2 separate regions of the Bicyclus anynana genome follow, and region 2 is linked to region 1. A link is a contact called in public Hi-C data. All regions are on one chromosome and are shown on one strand. Each heading gives the region's core, a stretch centred on a gene start, on an enhancer-like site or on the middle of the called end of the contact. The rest is flanking DNA. Distances are from core to core; before and after follow the strand shown. Region 1 overlaps LOC128198651 (a long non-coding RNA gene). Region 2 holds the start of LOC112049447 (toll-like receptor 7).

Region 1 (2,890 bases), core at 292-2,791:
TTTTGAAAAATTTACGAATCTATGGGACAACATGCGGAGTCTTTCTAATGTTTGTGTGGGAGCTAGAGTGTCATCGAGTGTGTACTACGCTTCTACATCCTGTAGTCACAAGTTCAGGACTCTGCTCGGAGATTTTCCTTCTACCACGCGATGGACCCGGCACCCGCACGGTGAATCCATGGAATGCTAAGATATTCGTCTCAACCTTGTGGGAGCTACAGTATCATCGAGTGTGTACTACGCCTAACGTCTCCGCCGACGCAGTCGTTATGCCGTGACATATGGTTGTCAGAATTAGTCGGATTAGTGATTTCACGGGACGCGGGGCTCCGAACGCCTCGTATCCAATTACGGCCGGAACTCAGGCATTAAGGCAAAAAACAAACACGTCAATTTTATTGCCCTCAAAAATATGGATTTTTAATTGAATTTTAATTTAGTTCACGTTTGCTCAACCTTTATTTCAAGTTAAAAAAAATTGTGGCTTAGATTAAAATTCATGATTAAGAACCAATATTCGAGACAATGTTGAACACGAGTCTCCTCTCAGAATGAGAGGGGTTACGCTAATAGTCCACCACGCTGGCCCAATGATTGGCAGACTTTACACACGTAGAAAATTAAAAAAAACTTACAGATATGCAGGTTACCTCACAATATTCCTTCACTATTTGAGACACGTGATAAAGAATATCTTAAAACGCACATGACTGAAAAGTTTGAGGTACATGCCCCGGACCGGATTCGAGCCTACGACCTCTGAATCGAAGGCTAGAAAAAGTCATCTCCACTGGACTTTCACAGGTGTCAGAATAAAGTTAATTCGCTTTAAATCAAATTTTGGTCAAATCGGCAATTTTTAATTTTAGGACTAGCATTTTACGCAGAAGATTCTGTAGTGCACAAATGTGTACCTGTAAACACAGGTGCACTCTCTGTTGCCATACTCTCTTAAAAATATAAGAGGGCACACCGACTCGAGTTCATAGATCAGCACGGCTATTGTCTAACGATGTTTTGTACAACTCGCAAGTGCGAGTTTCGAATTCACCGCTATCCTTCTCATTCTATAATATCGTGTTAAACAGAGAGAGATAGAGGTGAATTCAAAACTCGCACTTGCGAGTTATAAAAATATCGTTACAGAATAGCCTAGCTGGTGCAAGATCAATGGCTTTAAAATACATAGACGGTGAAGTCCTGCTAAACGTATATCCATCAAAGGCGACTTCGGCTTTATTAACCGCTGGATAGCTGTCCACTACTCTACTAATGATAGATATAAGGAGGCTAGGTGGAAGATATTTCCTATCTTAGATACAACGCAAACGCAACTGAGGCCAAGAAAAAAGTTAGATAACTCGTAAATCGTAATAAAACTAATTTTCAAATCATGTATTTGTATAAAGAGTTTATTAAATCAGAGATTGTTTGATTAATAATTCTATTGCAATACATATTACCGTTAATTACTGAACTGATAAAAAACAATTTGTTTCAAACTATGGCGAGTCCACTCCCGCGCATGTACTAGTAACGCCATCTGCCAGTGTATTATTAAAGTCATACTTCATCTATTCGTCACAAGGTGGCGCGCTAATAATTAATGAAATAATAATTTTGTGTGTGTGATTTTTTGTAATTTGTGTGTAAAAATGCTTATAAAAATTTACTATATTATTATTATTCATAAAAATATTTTTAAAGCGGCAAGGTAAATCGCTTCTTAATGTAACGCGTTACGGCGCCACTCTGTCTGGCTTCCCTTTCTCTCACGCATATTTTCCTCGTGCGTATATAAATAAATATTATGAAAAAGGTATAAAAGGTATAAATTATTGGTCATATTATATAAAAATACTAGCGGATGCCCGCGACATCTTCTGCCCTCAGACCTCCTTAATCCGGTCTTCTTACAGACTTAATTTCTTTTCTAAGTGGACGTCTAGTAACTGAAAACTACCTCCCTGCCTTTCATCTTGGTACAGCAAGCGTTTTTCGTATTTTGTCATTCGCTTTTTAAATACTTATATTCAGATTCAATACATAAAATAAAATAGTACAATTGAAAGCGAAAATAGGTAGGTAGATAAATAAATAATTTCCTTAGTTTGCTTACTTTCACTAATGCTTGATTATGCCAGACCATCTAATTTTATAACAAGTAATATTCCATTTCACGTGATCCCTTGTCAAGGCGAACATATTTCATAGCTTCAAACTTTAACTATAATAACTGAAGGTAAATTAGAGCGATTCAAAAACACAATTATTTCTAAAATTCCAAGTCTTGCATTTGAAAATAGTCATCCAGACTTGCTCTTTGGTACACTTTTCAAGACAATAGACAGAGAGTTTAGTAAATTTTTTAACTTCAAACGCATTAATGCTAGCCAAAAATTAAAGTTTAGCGAATGGGCTACTGTAGGTATCTATAAAAGTAGAGATAAATTGTACGAGTTGTACGAAGAAAAACAATATACTCAAACGCGAACTTATTTAGATTATGTAAAAAGATACTCAAAAATTTTCAAACGTGTTTGTATTCTTGCGAAATCGTTACACATCAAACAGAAAATAATTGAGTCTGAGAACAAGATACAAACCACCTGGAATATAATTAATAGAGAATCAGGAAAAATCAAACCGCGTGACACGAGTTTTGAATTAATTATCAATGACAAAAAGGTAAACACTGATAACGAGGTTGTTAATGCCTTTGAAGATTTTTTCCAGAATGTTCCTATCTTGTTAACAGATTCACTGGATTCGTCTGCTACGGAAGCTCAGAGACTATTAAGAGGCAATGTTAAAGAGTGCAACGATCTTTTTGAATTTCACCATATCACTGTATCTGACATTAAAAAATCTTTCAATTTGTTAAAATTAA
Region 2 (2,700 bases), core at 12-2,511, 640 kb before region 1:
CAAACCGGCATTTTTAGGGAGCTCATTACACGACAAAAACAATTATAACAATGAAACGTCGGTTCTATCGAAACGGTTTTTGGGGTTCCGTAGTCCACAAGAAACAATATAGTTTAGTCCGTCCGTCTGTCTACGGTTTAGAGATTATTACTACTAGAAAGCTGTAAATTAGCATGAGTATGTTGATTAAAATAAAATCTTGAAATTTTTTTTACATTTATCGTGGGGTTGAATTTTATATGAATAAATGCGTAAGTTCGTTGTTTCTTGATCTTTGATAGAGAGGTAACATCTAGCGAGGCAAGTCCCTATATAATACTTATATGTTTACTGGATAGTTCATGTTTTGATCTATTATGACTAATAATAATAAAAAATATATTGTAACAATTTAACTTGTTTTAGAGATCATTTTGTTTCTAATATAAATCGATATTGCTTTTCAAATAAAAGTTTAATGCTCTACCAATGTTAAACATTATATCTAATAGGCTATTAAGGCTTGCATAGTACCTAGCGTTAACTTGGGGCAACTAGTTTAAATATCGTATTTATTCAATCAAACATGATAATTAATTAGGCAGCGAATACTAATTAAAACTAGCCTTTTTTATTCTCCACAAGTTAGACATTGACCGCACAATCAAATCTGATTATTATCACCATTATCTTAAGTATAATATTATACCTGACGTTTCGAAAGAGCTTGTAAACTAAGCCTTGAATTTTGACTTTGACTTTGATGGTAAGCCATGATACTATCTAAGATGGAGGCGGGCTAACTTGTTAGGAGTATGATAAAAATCCACACATCCCTTTCGGTTTCTACAAAAACAGTTATTTTAAAATCATTATAATTATTGATGTAATTAAAATTTTGTAGGTTTATTATATATATTTATTACTATCAAAAAAAAATCTTACACTTGGTATAGTTTATACTATAATTAATTTTTCCATTTAAATACCAAAACACAGTATTTTTTTATTGTTCGAAACATAATAGCATGAAAATTTTACAATTATTATTCTCGTACATCATAAACGCATTGAACTATTTAATTGTTTGAGAAAAATATTGTACAGACATTCATAACGAATCCGCAGGGGGTGTACAGGTATAATAAACACTGATATTCCGCTACTCCTCACTAGATGGCCCTGCGAGTTCTTAAACTTTATGAGAGCTTACGCGGGGTGTGAGGCTCGCGGGGGGAAACTTGCGCGTCCCCACTGCTACTTCCACGAGCTAAGCACTACGGCTGCCAGTCACAACGCAACCGGGGCGCGGATAGGTCGCGTCACGCTCTGCGTCGCTCTCTACTACACGCAATAAATTTTTAATAACAGAAAACTGTCAAACTATCACTCATACCTACATGTGCTGTGAAACTTTGGAGCCGTATTGTGAGGACTTCCTAAAAAATGTACAGCGGACTTTTGTGAAGTGAAATGCTTACAAGTTTTTCTTTAGTACTAAACTGTGTTACGGACTTTGTTTCGGAAATGGTGATATCGACCCACGGGGAGTGTTTATGAGACATTCTATAGTGAAATGAAATGTCTGTGATAATGTATTCAATACCGGCTGTGTTTTTTACACTCCTGCACGTCGGATGGACCGTGTTGCCCTACGGCTCGGACAAGTGCGTCCGTGTTATGGAGAGGGACATCGAGAACAACATTATGTGCAAAGTGCGAACTCTTGAAGGAGACGGAAGCAGTATATCATCAGTGAATTCAGACACTAGCCGTCTTAACCTCGAATGCAATCATCTTCTGTTATTCGAGAGCTCCCTTAGAGCGCACTACTTCAACACAGTTCCAAGTCTCACTGACCTTTCAATAACGAACTGTAAACTGCTTAGTGTCCCGGATAATACCTTTCAAGATCTTAAGAAACTAAAGCGACTAAAACTTCGCTCCAAGAACTCAGAATGGAGTCTTACCAAGAATTTGGAATTAACTTTGAACTCGTTCAATGGATTATCGGAAATGCAGTCGTTAGATCTGGCTCAAAATAACATCAAGTTTGTTCCAACCGGTGTATTCTGTTCTCTAGAGAACTTGAACACAGTGAATTTGACACATAACAGAATTAGGACTGTTGGACAGATTGGTTTTGGACCTGACTGTGGTTCGAGTTTACATACATTGGATTTAAGTCACAATGAAATTAAATCATTGTCCGAGGACTCTGAGTTATTGAAATTAAAAAGTTTACAACACTTATATCTGCAACATAATAATATAACAGACATATCAAGTGAAGCTTTTAATGGCCTTGTTTCAATGAGGGTTCTAAACATATCGCATAACCGTTTACATACTCTACCAGAAGGGCTGTTTGCTTACGCCAGAGAATTACGGGAAATCTACCTCAACGATAACTCTCTCTTTGAACTTGCTCGAGGCATTTTTCACCGCCTTGAACAGTTAATTGTTTTGGACTTGTCTAGTAATCAACTGACAAGCAATCATGTGGACGACGGAACATTCCTTGGATTGATACGCCTAATTGTTTTAAATTTATCTAACAACGCACTTACAAGAATCGATGGGAAAACATTTAAGGATTTGTTCTTTCTACAAATATTAAACTTAAAGAATAACTCCATTGGATATATTGAAGAAAATGCGTTCCTACCTTTGTACAATCTACATACGTTAAATTTAGCTGAAAACCGGCTTCATACAATC

What was found. Hi-C and Micro-C count contacts between places; a contact is called where the count stands out from the background.
Region 2: a Hi-C map of whole body shows a contact between it and region 1, with 4 times the contacts expected there. The contact joins the promoter of LOC112049447 here to the enhancer-like site in region 1. A contact is called at or near these places in 2 of 2 Hi-C or Micro-C datasets (whole body and whole larva).

The regions. Positions count from the first base shown.
Region 1 is chr13:906,437-909,326 of ilBicAnyn1.1, reverse strand. All of the region lies in intron 1 of LOC128198651 (a long non-coding RNA gene), which reads left to right. Among protein-coding and RNA genes, the nearest start is that of LOC128198651, 14 kb to the left of the region's middle. Within about 2 kb of position 1,541, at least 1 of the 8 cell types and tissues checked has open chromatin away from gene starts, as enhancers often do.
Region 2 is chr13:1,544,474-1,547,173 of ilBicAnyn1.1, reverse strand. It overlaps LOC112049447 (toll-like receptor 7), which reads left to right and starts at 1,261. Exons shown (of 1, transcript XM_024087323.2): 1 at 1,261-2,700. The coding sequence starts at 1,561.